Regions from separate parts of the Xenopus laevis genome. Here region 2 is linked to region 1. The links are chromatin contacts, called in public Hi-C maps. All regions are on one chromosome and are shown on one strand. Each heading gives the region's core, a stretch centred on a gene start, on an enhancer-like site or on the middle of the called end of the contact. The rest is flanking DNA. Distances are from core to core; before and after follow the strand shown.

What was found. A called contact is a pair of places that touch in the nucleus more often than the background predicts.
Region 2: a contact with region 1 is called in a Hi-C map of the XL177 cell line, with 2.4 times the contacts expected there. The contact joins the promoter of LOC108698107 here to the enhancer-like site in region 1. A contact is called at or near these places in 2 of 4 Hi-C or Micro-C datasets (the XL177 cell line and the XTC cell line).

What each region holds. Positions count from the first base shown.
Region 1 is chr8L:1,103,113-1,109,683 of Xenopus_laevis_v10.1, forward strand. syn1.L (synapsin-1) reads right to left here. Exons shown (of 13, transcript XM_041572261.1): 7 at 6,128-6,270; 8 at 4,418-4,492; 9 at 4,196-4,298; 10 at 3,685-3,828; 11 at 3,523-3,598; 12 at 2,201-2,869; 13 at 332-1,492. The coding sequence ends at 2,232. Among protein-coding and RNA genes, the nearest start is that of timp-1.L, 12 kb to the right of the region's middle. Within about 2 kb of position 2,504, at least 1 of the 7 cell types and tissues checked has an H3K27ac peak or open chromatin away from gene starts, as enhancers often do.
Region 2 is chr8L:1,146,627-1,153,197 of Xenopus_laevis_v10.1, forward strand. It overlaps LOC108698107 (properdin), which reads right to left and starts at 3,540. Exons shown (of 8, transcript XM_018229358.2): 1 at 3,407-3,540; 2 at 3,115-3,265; 3 at 2,865-3,019; 4 at 2,443-2,613; 5 at 1,760-1,957; 6 at 350-538. The coding sequence starts at 3,473. cfp.L (complement factor properdin L homeolog) reads right to left here. Exons shown (of 9, transcript NM_001093566.1): 6 at 6,245-6,418; 7 at 5,979-6,167; 8 at 5,793-5,901; 9 at 5,164-5,698. The coding sequence ends at 5,560.

The DNA of each region.
Region 1 (6,571 bases), core at 1,254-3,753:
GAGTTCCTGCCCAATGAAAGATTTCTGTGGAACAGATTGGGCTGGATGAGTCCATATCATGGGCCAGCACCATCATAAAGTGAGAGAAGCATTGAGCCCCCCCCATACATACACTTGTCACAGGAGCTCACTATTGCCTCCCCCTCGTGTGCATGTTAAACACAGCAATCAGCACATTTGCCCTCAAGCACCTGCTCTTGTGGAGTCTAAAATATAGAATGTGGGCTGCTCTCTTTCCCATGGTCAGGCAAGAACTCCCCCTGGGATGATTTCCAGGTTTACTTGTCCTTGACAATTACATATGGGCACTGGTATTTAGCAAGACAGGCAGTTTTATTGGCAGAATGTTTATTTCTTTGGACAAATAACATGTTGTTACCCCGGCGGGTGCACATTTTCACACAAAGGCATTTACGAACAGTGTACACACTTCGGTCTCCCCCATGTCCTTCAGAAGCTGGGGGTGAAATAAATAACTCAATACTCAGAACAACAGTTTACTACTTCCTAGAGAAGAACAGGTGGCACACACCAACAACCTACACCACACACTGGCAAGCTGGGGTTACACACACGCACAGCACATTTACTGGCACACAAGAGTATTTTCCATGGCAACACAAGGTTCATTAACTACAGAAACATTAGCCTGGCTCGCTGCTGCCGGAAATAAGGGGGTGAAAGGGAACCCCAAGCTTTGACTGCCAACACAATCTATGAGGGTGCTGAGCCGCGGGAGAGAATGCAGCAAAATCTAAGCCAAAGGAATACGCACGGCAATGGGGGCAAAACCAAGAGACAAAACCATCAAGAGACAGCCTGGAATATGAGACTCACAAAGGCACACACTGAACTAGTCCACTAATAACACTGAGCTACAATCACACAACTGGAGCACAAGAGTAACAATTAGGATCTCTATTCATGCGCCACTGACCTGGGGAATGTACAAGCATCAGTCCGGCTCAATAAGGAGGTTCATCTGGACCTGTATCCTCCATATATCCATATATATATATACTGTATATATCTCCTATATCCATATATATACTGTATATATCTCCTATATCCATATATATACTGTATATATCTCCTATATCCATATATATACTGTATATATCTCCTATCCCTTGTGCCTGTGTCCCTGCTCTAAGCTACATCATAGAATATATTAGAAATATGTATAATTCCTCTTTATATAGATATATCTCTCTCTCTTGTATTGTGTACATCTCCTGGCACCCTTCCCTCCATATTATCTACCTGGCACTGTCAGGAGCACAAGAAGCCGTGCATATATGTCAGGGGGAAACAGTTTATACACAAAGCCACGGGGCTTAATGATGGGGATGAGGTGGGCATAGGGTACGAGTGAGGCTCCGGTGAGACCCCCTTTAGTCGGCGAAGAGACTGGCAAAGGATTTCCTCAGGTTGCGTATCGTTTCGGCTTTTGCTTCATCGTGGCTAAGGTTGGAGCGAGGAGCCGGTGTGTCTGCAAGGGTGAAGGAGTTGGTGAGGGACTGGGACTTACTGGAGGAGGGTAATGAATTGGGGAGTGGGGGGTAAGACATAAGATGGAATTGGGGTTGTAAGTGGGTAAAAAGGCAACAGCCGTGGAATGTTTGGGCAGGAGGAGCAGAGATGGAGCAGAGAGACGGGCAGGGAAGGTTTCAGAGAGAGAAAGAGACAGGCAGGAGAAGGTTGTGTGTGTGTGTGCGGGTGCAAGGGGGGGGGGAGACGCAGCAGATGGAGCAGGACATGCACAATCCAACCACATGGCAGCAGAATTGTGGAAGATGCCAACAAGACGGGGGTGAGGGGGTAAACCGGTTTAATTGAAGAAGAGATGATAAAGGAGGAACATAGAAGGGAGAGGGAAGAGAAATAATGAAGAGTTAAAGTCATGCATCATCAGGCAGGATCATTATTATTATTATTGTTGTTGCACGTTTCATTCACAGTAAAGATTATTGTCAGACTCGCAGCTGGAATTAAATTGTCACCCTCGTAACCAAGACAATGGTGGGGGGAGTGTGCATGGGTCAGCCCGGAGCAGCCAATAATAATTCTACATGTTAATAACCACCAGGGACCCCCATGGTCTTGGCAGATGGAGAGACAAAGTAAATGCAGCCAATGTACCTGCTGTAGGCGGCATGCAACAAACGGGGATGCAGAATGTAGTATAGGAAGCGGAAACCTGTGTGGCCCACCCAGAACCGCGAGGGCTCTTACTTCAGCTGCGGCTGGGGTGGGGGCAGCTCGGCGCCCGGCTTCTGAGACACTTGAGGCTTTTGTGGCCCTCCAGGACGGGAGGAAGATTGGCCGGGGCCCTGGGGATTAGGCCGGGGCTGCTGAGTCATTGGTCGGGGTGGCGGCTGTTGCGGCGCTCCAGGAACAGACTGGCGCTGCTGAAGTGGCGGCTGCTGCATTGGCTGGCGGGTGCCCTGTTGTGGGGGCTGCTGCTGCTGTTGGCTGAGTGGAGGGGCCGGCTTCTGCTGGGGCCCTGCAGGGATTGGCTGTCTTGGAGGAGCCGGCTGCCGTGGCTGCCCAGGTTGAACTCCCATTGGCTTGGGGCCAGTTGGCATAGGTGGGCCTTGCTGTTGCCTTTGAGGTGACTGGGGGCCTTGTGGACTTGACTGCCTCTGAGGGGACTGGGACTGGCGGGGTGAAGGCTGCTGCTGGGGTCGGACCTGCTGGGGCTGCTGTTGAGGGGGGATTTGGCGTTGCTGGGCTCCTGGACTGGGTAGATTTGGTGGATGTGCAGAAGGCTGAGGACTTAGACCCTGGACCTGTTGACCCTGTGGTGGGGGTCGTTGCTGGGGGGGTGGCCCCTGGCGCAATGGACCTTGGGTTGCTTGAGGACCCCCTATAAGAAAAGAGGCACAGAAAGAAAGAAAGGTCTTGGATAAATACTTGTACTTACTGTATAAAACTCATGGGAAAGAGAGCAGCCCAAGAGCAGGAATTACAGAGAATAAGACCTCTGTACCTGGGCAAGTACTGGGGGGAAGGTTCCTGTCTGACCGTGGGAAAGAGAGCAGCCCAAGAGCAGGAAGCATAGATTATCAGAGCTCTGTGCCTGGGCAAGTACTGGGGGAAGGTTCCTGTCTGACCGTGGGAAAGAGAGCAGCCCAAGAGCAGGACGCATAGATTATCAGAGCTCTGTACCTGGGCAAGTACTGGGGGAAGGTTCCTGTCTGATCGTGGGAAAGAGAGCAGCCCAAGAGCAGGAATTACAGAGAATAAGACCTCTGTACCTGGGTAAGTACTGGGGGAAGGTTCCTGTCTGACCATGGGAAAGAGAGCAGCCCAAGAGCAGGAAGCACAGAGAATAAAAGCTCTGTACCTGAGAACAGAGGTTCCTAGTGGGCTTTGTTATGTTCCATACAGAACAGGGTTCAGTTTCAGCTGGACTGATTGTTGTAAACTTGTACTCTATATAATTGTTATATTTTATGGCCAAAGGACACCTGGGTCCCTTCTGTATGTAATACCCACAATGCCTGTAGCAGGCCTCACCTTGAGGAGGGAGTCTCTGAGGCTGTTGCTGCTGCTGCTGAATGGGAGTTGCGGATCTGGAGTGAACAACCTGCGCCTGAAATGATGCAGAGAGAAAGGGGAATTTTAGGGAAGGCTCAGCAGTTGGATGTGAGAGAGGAGAGAAGCCTTTGCGCCCGTTACCTGAGGCTGGGTGCCGTGTGTAGGGCGACTCAGGGATGGGCTGCACTGCACATTCTGGGACATTCTGGACACAACCAAGTCTGCTATCAGCTGCTTGTCCTCCTCCTGCTGGTCTCCAATCAGAGGCATAGAGGAGCCAACCACCTAATGGGCCACACAATATTATGGTCAGCAACAGGAGACGGGGCCCTCACATAGCAGGTGCTGGGGTCAGTATGGGGGTGCATAAGCAGAAAGGGGTGATCACTTCATTTGGAAGAGAGAAGCTTCTTCTAATGGAGGAAGAGGAGGGCCACACACATCTGTCAGAAGGATGGGACAGAGAAGGAGCAGATAACCAGATGACAAAGAAAGGAAAAGTTGGGGTGCGTATGTCACCAGAAGGGTTGGGACTGAAAAAGGAAGAGATGGGTGGGGTGCACAGGAACAGAAGGGGCACAATGGAGGAAATAAGGAGAAAAAGGGTCCAAGTCCTCTGGTTTAATATTTAGGCCTCCCAGCCTGCCCCCACCTCAATGATATGGTCCCGTCCATCCTTCCCATGAAGTGCTTCTACAGCGCAGATGTCCAGGCCCCCAAAAATGTCAGCACAAGCGTCAACCCACAGCTTGTACCTGATAGAGAAAGATGTTAGGGTGCATTATAGTCATCCAACTGCCCCAAAACAACAGTCAGTCTCCATCTTGGACATCCCATAATAGTGCAAAGACATGAAAGCAAGCTGCAGTCTCACCTGTCTGACACAGCAATCTGCTCCAGCATTGCCGACCCAGTGTTGGTCTTCCAGTTCCCAGAAATGGAGGTTCTCCTGTGTGTGACGGGGAGAATAATGGTGCTTACTGGTGCAATGGCTTTTTGGCCTATTTTAGACCAAAAGGGTCAATGTCCGGCCATAGGAATAGAGTATGTGTTACATTGGATTCCAACACCTGAATAGATACACCCTCAGGATCTCAGCACCCTCACCTGGATCCTCACACATTGGATCAGTCACTAGCCCTAATTCCCTATTAGTCTGTGTCCCTATATACTATACTACAGTCTTGCCTGAGGGGAGAGCTACCTCCTTGTATCCCTCCTAGCTGCTACTTAACCTGCCTGTCTTACACTCCTACAGACTCCTATTGCAGGTAGTAACCTACCTCTAGCTGGCCTCAATCACATGGTCCCTGCTCCCCAACTTATCTCTTAGTTACTGGTCCCTCTAGGGCACATGGCTTTACTAGGCCTTGTAATACCCAGGTTTCCAGGAAGCAACCAGAAGCCAAAGAGGAAGCTCCACCCCTTGTCACTCACTATAAGTGTGACAGGAAGTGGTCACAACACCTCTTGGCCAATAGCACAACTATACAAATTACAACTAGCCATAGGGCACATTAACCCTATGGGTCCCTACACTGATATCCCCACCCCACATAGAGGGCTTCTTCAGCTTTGCATTAACTTATAGTATGATGTAGAGAGTCGTATGTTCAGACAATTTGCAGTTGGTCTTCTTGTTTATTTTTGTTGTTTTTTTATTTATTTTGCTTTTTTTCAGCAGCTATCTGGTTGCTAGGGTCAAAAATATCCTAGCAACCAGAAAGTGGTTTGAAAGAGAGAATGGGATATGAAAAGGAGAGAGGCTGAAAAGAAAGATGAGTAACAAACAGTAACATAAAACATGCAGACTCATGAGGTAATATATTTTTTGTCTGCCGGGTCAGTGACCCCCGTTTCAACACTGAAAAGCAACAGATGAACAAGGCAAAAGATTTTACAATAGAGAAGATAAAGAATGAAGAGTAATGACAAGTTAAGAGTGTCCTGTCCATGTGCCAGTGTTATACACAGGAGGGAGCAGTAACATTCTGCACTACTTCTGAGCTGGAGTCACAACCCCTCGGCTATGAAACCTTCTCACAGTCAGTCAGTGCAACAGATCTCACAGCTAAGGCCGTAGCTTGGCTGGGGTAAAACTTACCTTAGACGTAAGGGGCACAAATGAGCTGCTGATTATCCCGTATGGGAGTTGTTACAATATCATAACTAGAACTAAACTGGGTGGGAGCTGCCACAGGGCATCCTTACAGCAGGGTTGTTACGGGCTGTATCACTTCCATCAACTTCTGACCCTCGTTCGTATATTTTAAAGGAACCTACTTGGAATCAAACTGTTCTACATGGCTGAGGGGAGGAGCTTATTTGGGCTTGATGAAAACAGCATGGTAATTAGGGGAGTAGTGAGTTGAGGTTCCCCCATAGCCAGGGAGGGGGTGACTTTACCCCTGTGTGAGTCCCTACAGTTCAGCAGGGCTCCTTATTATTATGAGAGCTGCTTGTTCTGTCAGCAGGATGGTCCCACCCAGGGAAAGTTGCTGAGACAGTGATTATTTTCCTAGGCTCTAACTACAGGAAGGTTTGCGTGTCCCCGGCATACACAATGAATGCTGCGCTTGCTCACATGTAGGCCTTGTAGTTGCTCCCAATCTTCTGGATGCGCACGTCGTACTTGGCGTCTATGAACGGCTCCGATGTGGCGTAAGTCTTGGTCAGCGCCACCACACTCGCTATGTCCTGGAAATCATACTGATTGTCCACCTTCACCTGCGAGGAGAACCCCAAAACATCAGCCTGGCAAATTAGGGGAGACCACCCACACACTGAATGGAGTAATGGGTTAGAATTTAGCTTCAAGGTAACACAGGCAGGGCATGATAATCCATCTGCACCGTGTAACCACTATTTACTATAAGGAGGCTCTGAATAGGGGGCAAGAGCACTATTTACTATAAGCAGGCTCTGATTAGGGGGCAAGAGCACTATTTACTATAAGGAGACTCTGAATAGGGGACAAGAGCACTATTTACTATAAGCAGGCTCTGAATAGGGGGACAAGAGCACTATT
Region 2 (6,571 bases), core at 2,290-4,789, 45 kb after region 1:
TACTGTGATAGGGGAATACTGCCTGGGTGTATAGGATCCTCCCCCTGGGGTAATACTCTGATGGGGAAATACTGCCTAGGTGTATAATACTGCCTGGGTGTATAGTATTGTCCCATCCTATACACACAGGAAGTATTTCCCCATCAGAGTATTAGCCCAGGGGGAGGATCCTATACACCCAGGAAGTGTTCCCTTATCACAGTATTACCCCAGGGGGTGGAACCTATACACACAGGAAGTATTTCCCCATCAGAGTATTAGCCCAGGGGGAGGATCCTATACACCCAGGAAGTGTTCCCTTATCACAGTATTACCCCAGGGGGACCATATGAGGAGAGAAAGTACTCACAGCGACATCTCTTAAAGTTGTAGCAGTATCGGTTCTCCTTGTATTTACTGCCACAGTCGTCCCCTCCATGCGCCGACCCCTCGCACCTGCGCTTGCGGTTCTGAGCTCCCACCTTGTTATCACACTTGATTCTGGTATCAAGAAGGAGGCAGTCGGACCACTCAGACCACTCCGACCAAACTCCATTAACTGGGAAAAGAAAAGGGTAAGTGGTCGCTTGCTGAGGTCTCTCCAGTCAGCAGTGTTGCAAATTCTAGTCTTTCTCTACAGTTCAGTGATTAAGAGCCATATGTTGCTATGGCTTTCATGCCTGGATACCATCTGGAATGCACAGGAGAGTGTTTTCTGGCCCTTATTGTTCATTTCTGCTGCACAACCCTATTTCCAATCTGACTCCCCACACCCCAGAATGACACAAATCCTACGTGTACCCCCCATGTACAGCTGACACCTACCTGGGCACGGAATTCCTATTTTGCACATAGTGTCCCGTCGCGCTGCTCCTTCACAATATCTTCCCCCATGGCGGGGGGCCGGGTTATCACAGACCCTCTCCTCTGTCACCAGTCCAATCCCACAGGTAACTGAGCATGGAGATGGCAACTGCCAAGCACCCCAACTGCCAGGTACTGCCAGGGACAGATAATACACCATTACTCACCTCTCTATTCACCAACACATTTCTCTTTTGTCATTTACAGTAGGGGGTACATTATCCCTTATAATAAATGAGCCCCTCAGTGACTTCTAAAATCCTTATCATTTACAGTAGGGGGTACATTATCCCTTATAATACATGAGTGATACTCAGAGTTCCCTGTATAACTCAGCCTGCAGCCTTGTGCCTTTATATGGTCACAGAACAACCCCTCAGTGACTTCTAATATCCTTATCATTTACAGTAGGGGGTACATTATCCCTTATAATACATGAGTGATACTGAGAGTTCCCTGTATAACTCAGCCTGCAGCCTTGTGTCTTTATATGGTCACAGAACAACCCCTCAGTGACTTCTAATATCCTTATCATTTACAGTAGGGGGTACATTATCCCTTATAATACATGAGTGATACTCAGAGTTCCCTGTATAACTCAGCCTGCAGCCTTGTGTCTTTATATGGTCACAGAACAACCCCTCAGTGACTTCTAATATCCTTATAATTTACAGTAGGGGGTACATTATCCCTTATAATACATGAGTGATACTCAGAGTTCCCTGTATAACTCAGCCTGCAGCCTTGTGCCTTTATATGGTCACAGAACAACCCCTCAGTGACTTCTAATATCCTTATCATTTACAGTAGGGGGTACATTATCCCTTAAAATACATGAGTGATACTCAGACCCCTGATATCTCATTATGAGCAGTAGGTTTGTGCAGTTCACCTCCCTCTTAAACCCACATCCCACCTGGGCAGGTCGGCAGAGAGTTGCAGTCCCTCCTTTCCTCTGATGTCCCCTCGCACAGCCTTCCTGGGGGGTCACTGGAAGGGGTTGGCTTGTTACAGATTCGCAGTCGAGACTGAACAGGAACATTTCTGGAATCTTCCTTTATACAGCTTGCTGAACAGTCATTCCAAGGACCCCAACTTCCCCAGGCTCCATGTGCTGGAAAGAACATTAGTGTCAAATTTGTGGGCTCAGCCAAGCCATCCTCTGCTTGTAAGAATGTTATATGGACCATGGGAAAGAGAGCAGCCCAACAGCAGGAAGTAAATAACTGGGTCAGTACCGGGGTGACTTTTCCAGGGCGAGGTTTCTCCATGGTCATGGGAAAGAGAGCAACCCAGGAGCAGGAGTTAGAGAGATTTAGAAGTGGGTAAATCATGGGGGAAAGAGATTCAGAGGAATGGATCTGACCATGGAAAGAGAGCAGCCCCAGAACAGGAAGTAGAGAGAGTTAGAGGTCAGTACCTGGGTAAGTACTAGAGCAGGGGCATCATTCAGATGTCTGAGATTCAAAGCATTTCCTACAGCACAAAGTTCCTACAGCCCCCCCCATAGGTCCAATACAAAGGATTTGTCTATGGCATTTTACCCCTCCCCCCTCTGGGGGCCTGTGCCCTGCCCCTCACACCCCTGAACCCACTTACTGGGGCAAACTTGCTGGGTGTCACAGTCATCTAAGTCTGCAGAACTCCCAGCACAGGATCCCCCGCAAAGGGGTGCAGGGTTATTGCACTGTCGCATTCTCTGTCGTCTTCCTCTTGCGCATGTTACGGAACACGGAGACCATAGAGACCATTCCCCCCAACGTCCACTCTCTAAAGAGAAGCAACAGCTGTTACAAAAGAGTCACCCCAAAACTGACTGCAAGGAGCCCACAATTCCCAGCCATCTTGGGGTATCATGGCTGCCATCTTGCTCTGTGTCATCACCTTGGCATATGGGGACTTCTGCTTGCCAACTTGGGGTACAATGTACCAGGTACCAAGGGGTTTATGGGGTAATTGTGGCTAAATGAGTTAAAGGGCAAATAAACACAGAAGATGAGGGCATGTGGGGTAATACTTACGGGGGCAGCAGTCCTGATAGGAGCAGGCCCTCATTTGGATCCTTTCTCCTTTGCACCCCTCCTGTCTGGTACAGAACCGGCTCCGACTCTCAACCCCTTCCAAGCAGGAGACGCTGCAGGGGCCCCACTCACTCCAGACACTCCATGTAGCGGCACTGAAAGGGAAGGAGAGACAAGGTGGGGTTGCCATACAGATTGCTGCCTCCTGCACAGGGAAACATACAGAACTCCCAGAATGCCCCTCTCTCACCGGCAGGACTCGCAGGGGGCCCCGGGGTCCCGCTTGAAGCTGTACTTGATATTCAGGCAGCAGTCGCCCTCGCTCACCCCTTCCCCGAGGTACTGAGTGCAGCCCCCTGACCTCTCGTCAAAGTCACTGTAACACACGACTCCCTCAGACACTGGAGGAAATAAAGCAACAGAATAATAACCTGGCTCTGCCCATCCTCTTCCTCGTGGCCCAGAGCACTACAAATGCCACACTCATGCCATACATTAGTTTCACTCAATGTCTTTGCCCCCAATTCCTTATAAAATCTCACCTGAGAGCAGCAGGGACACGTACCCCCCCACAGCCAACAGCCAGAGCAGTGAGAACGGAGCTGCCATAGTGCAACAGTTCCTTCTCCCCTGAGTGACGCCAATGTTTGTGACTCTCACTTCCCTCTGCTTCTGCTGAAATACCCCCCCCCTGCTTCTTCTGAAATACACCCCCCCTGCAACCCCCATGCACAATGTGCAAGGTTAGCAGTTTGTGGGAGGAGCAGGTGATTTTGGGGGGAAGCTGAGCCAGCACAATGGAGGAAGTTGCAACAGTGATAAACACAATGGTGCAACCCAGGAGAAGAGAGAGACACACAGATTTATATATATATATATATATAGTGTTTTTATACAGGTCATGGAACTCCGAGGTAACTTATAATATCCTCATATTTTACAACTGGGGGTACTTTATTAATTATAATACACAAATTTTAGTGAGTCGTGTGACAGAAATTACATCACTACTCACCGTTTATAACTGATGACATCACTACTCACCGTTTATAAGGATATAATTTACAAGATATTCATGGCTTTTGTGTATTATAAACATATAATATGCTGTATAGCTGTACTTACCATTGTTAATGGCCCCTATGGCTTCCTTCTCTACCAGTGCCTCATTTCCGCTGGGTTAAACCCTGTGTAACTAATTAGTTCTTATTTACATCCCCAGTTCATTGGCTCAGGTTGATGCCCATATCTTGCACCAGTGTAACATAGAACTTTGCAGGGGGAGCTCCTCCAGTTGATCTGGGTGGAGGTTCCATTGAGACATAGAGTCAACAAGGGCCCAGAAGTATTAGTCCCTAAAGGAACAACTCCTTTAGAGAAGTCGGTGTACAAGTACCCCATGAGTGAGATGAAGCTAGTGTGCAGGACAGTCACTGTTATAGCACAATCTAGAGAGAGGGAGTCAGTGAGTATTAGTTAGTAAGAGCAGCTTTCAGCTCCACCAGGCTCTGCTGCATGTAGTGAAGGGACCACAGTACTGACAGGGGAATCAGGTTATTGTTCTGTCCCTGTTCCACATCTGTTGTAAGGTCCGGCCTTCATGAGGTACTGACACCCTGGAAGGTGTAACTTCAACTCCCCGTGCTATTCCTTCAGCTGTGCCATTTATGTTGTGTCTCCTACATCTTTCATTGTACCTGTCATTATTCAACTATTTTGTGTATTGTGAGTATTCCCAACCCTGTGGCAAAGAACTCCTGGGGTCCACTTTCTATTAGCTTATACTGTTGACAGTACTGAGGTGTAGTTCAACAATACCCTCACATGATCTTTCCATCTAGAGAAAGCCCATCATGTGTATAAGGAGTCCAGTGTAGCCCATGTTCCACCCTCTAGTTGGTATTTGCCTTTTTAAGCCAAATTGAAGTTACACCTGTAAATAAAACTCTTTAAGTATTTCAGGGCCCAACAGAAAAGGGGGTGCAAATCAGTATGGAAGTTTTTGGGGGGCATATGTAACAGAATGATAATACATTTAGGTTTCATTTCCATAGAACCCCCACTCTCACAGGGTTTCCTTCTCCTTTAATGTTCACACATACTTTGGGGAAGGGTAAATATCCCCATTCAACTAACTTGGGGACAAACTAGGGCCCCAAAACATGTATCCATGGGGGGAGTTGTAGTGATGAAATGGCTGGGGCATTATAGCTTGATACGGTGCATTAAAGAGAGAATCTCATTGGCTAATCCCAGCAATGGCCTCCCCCAGTACAAACTCTACTACTGATATCAAGTATAAAATGCAAATGAGATGTTTATTACAGTAAGTGATTTCTCATATAGTTGTGACCAAATCAGTGACCCCTTCCCCAGTAACATAGAGCAATTGAGGGGTGCTGAACAGTTGCTCCCCCCACCCCAGGCAATAGGTAGCTTCATGGTGATGAGATGGAACAAAGATGTGAGGTCACACTCTCCCCACCCACATTATGATGTCACATAAACCTATGAAGTCATGGCATTCTCTTTCCTACTGCTCTGCACTCATAAGCACCAATCAGCAGCTGGGGGGATTTATTAACAGTGCCAGGGTGGGGGGCAAAAAGAGTTCAATATCCCAGAGTCCATTGTCCCCCACCATATTTCTCCTCTTGCTGGGTGAGGGCAGGGTGCAAGGGTGGTCCCGGGCCAGTTAGCACTCAATCACATTCTTACACTCCTCCTTCTCCTCCACCTTCTTGGTCTGCTTGTTGATGGGGTCACATCGCACTCGGGGGGTCCCAGAGAAAAACACGTCCACTAACTTGCCCGTCTGAGTGAGGGTGGTCTCCCTAGGGAGAGAGTAGAGACAGTGGTGTGGCAGCCAAGAGGCGGCAGTTGGAGCTCACTAATACTCACACTCATGGCTAGTGGGGCGGTACTTACGGGTAGTCGGGGTACACCGGCTGGCACACCCTTTCTCTTGTTCTCTCTGATTTGCCACAAGGAGGGGAGCACAGGCCCCACTCGCCCCACTCTGACCACTTTTCATCCACTGTGGCACAAACAAACGTGCAAATTAGTGAAATGTGCAAATTAGTGAAGGGTGTGATTAAAGGAGAAATGACTCACAGGAACACCCGTCCACGTTGTAACAATTGCGGCTCTCCCTGTGGTGGGACTCGCACCATTTCCCCCCGTATTTCTCTCCTTCGCACTCCCGTTTCCTGTTCTGGGTCCCCACTTTGGTGGAGCACGCTATATTCTCCTGCAGACGGGCACACGGGCTCCAAGGCTGCCACTGGCTCCACTTCCCATCGACTGGAAGGAGGGAGAAGTCAAGGCAGGCAATGAGGAGGGCACCCACTGCCACCCAAAACACGCTGGCACCCACTTACCTGGACAGCCCACCTTTGTATTGCACATAAATTGCCGGGTGTTGGATCCCTCACAATGTCTCCCACCATATTTGGGGGCCGGGGAATCACAGAGCCGCTTTTCTCTGATCCGTCCAATGCCGCACGTGACCGAACATTCAGAGTCTGGCTGCCAGGCCCCCCAACCTCCAGCAACTGCAGAGAAACAAGAAAAGATCAGAACTTGGGGGGGGTATTTTATTATTGGGGTGTCCCATCAGCAGCCCACTGCATGTAAATTTACCCTGCAAAATAAGAGGCTGCTGGATCCTGGCTGGAGACCCATGAATTTAACCCCTACAGATTAAA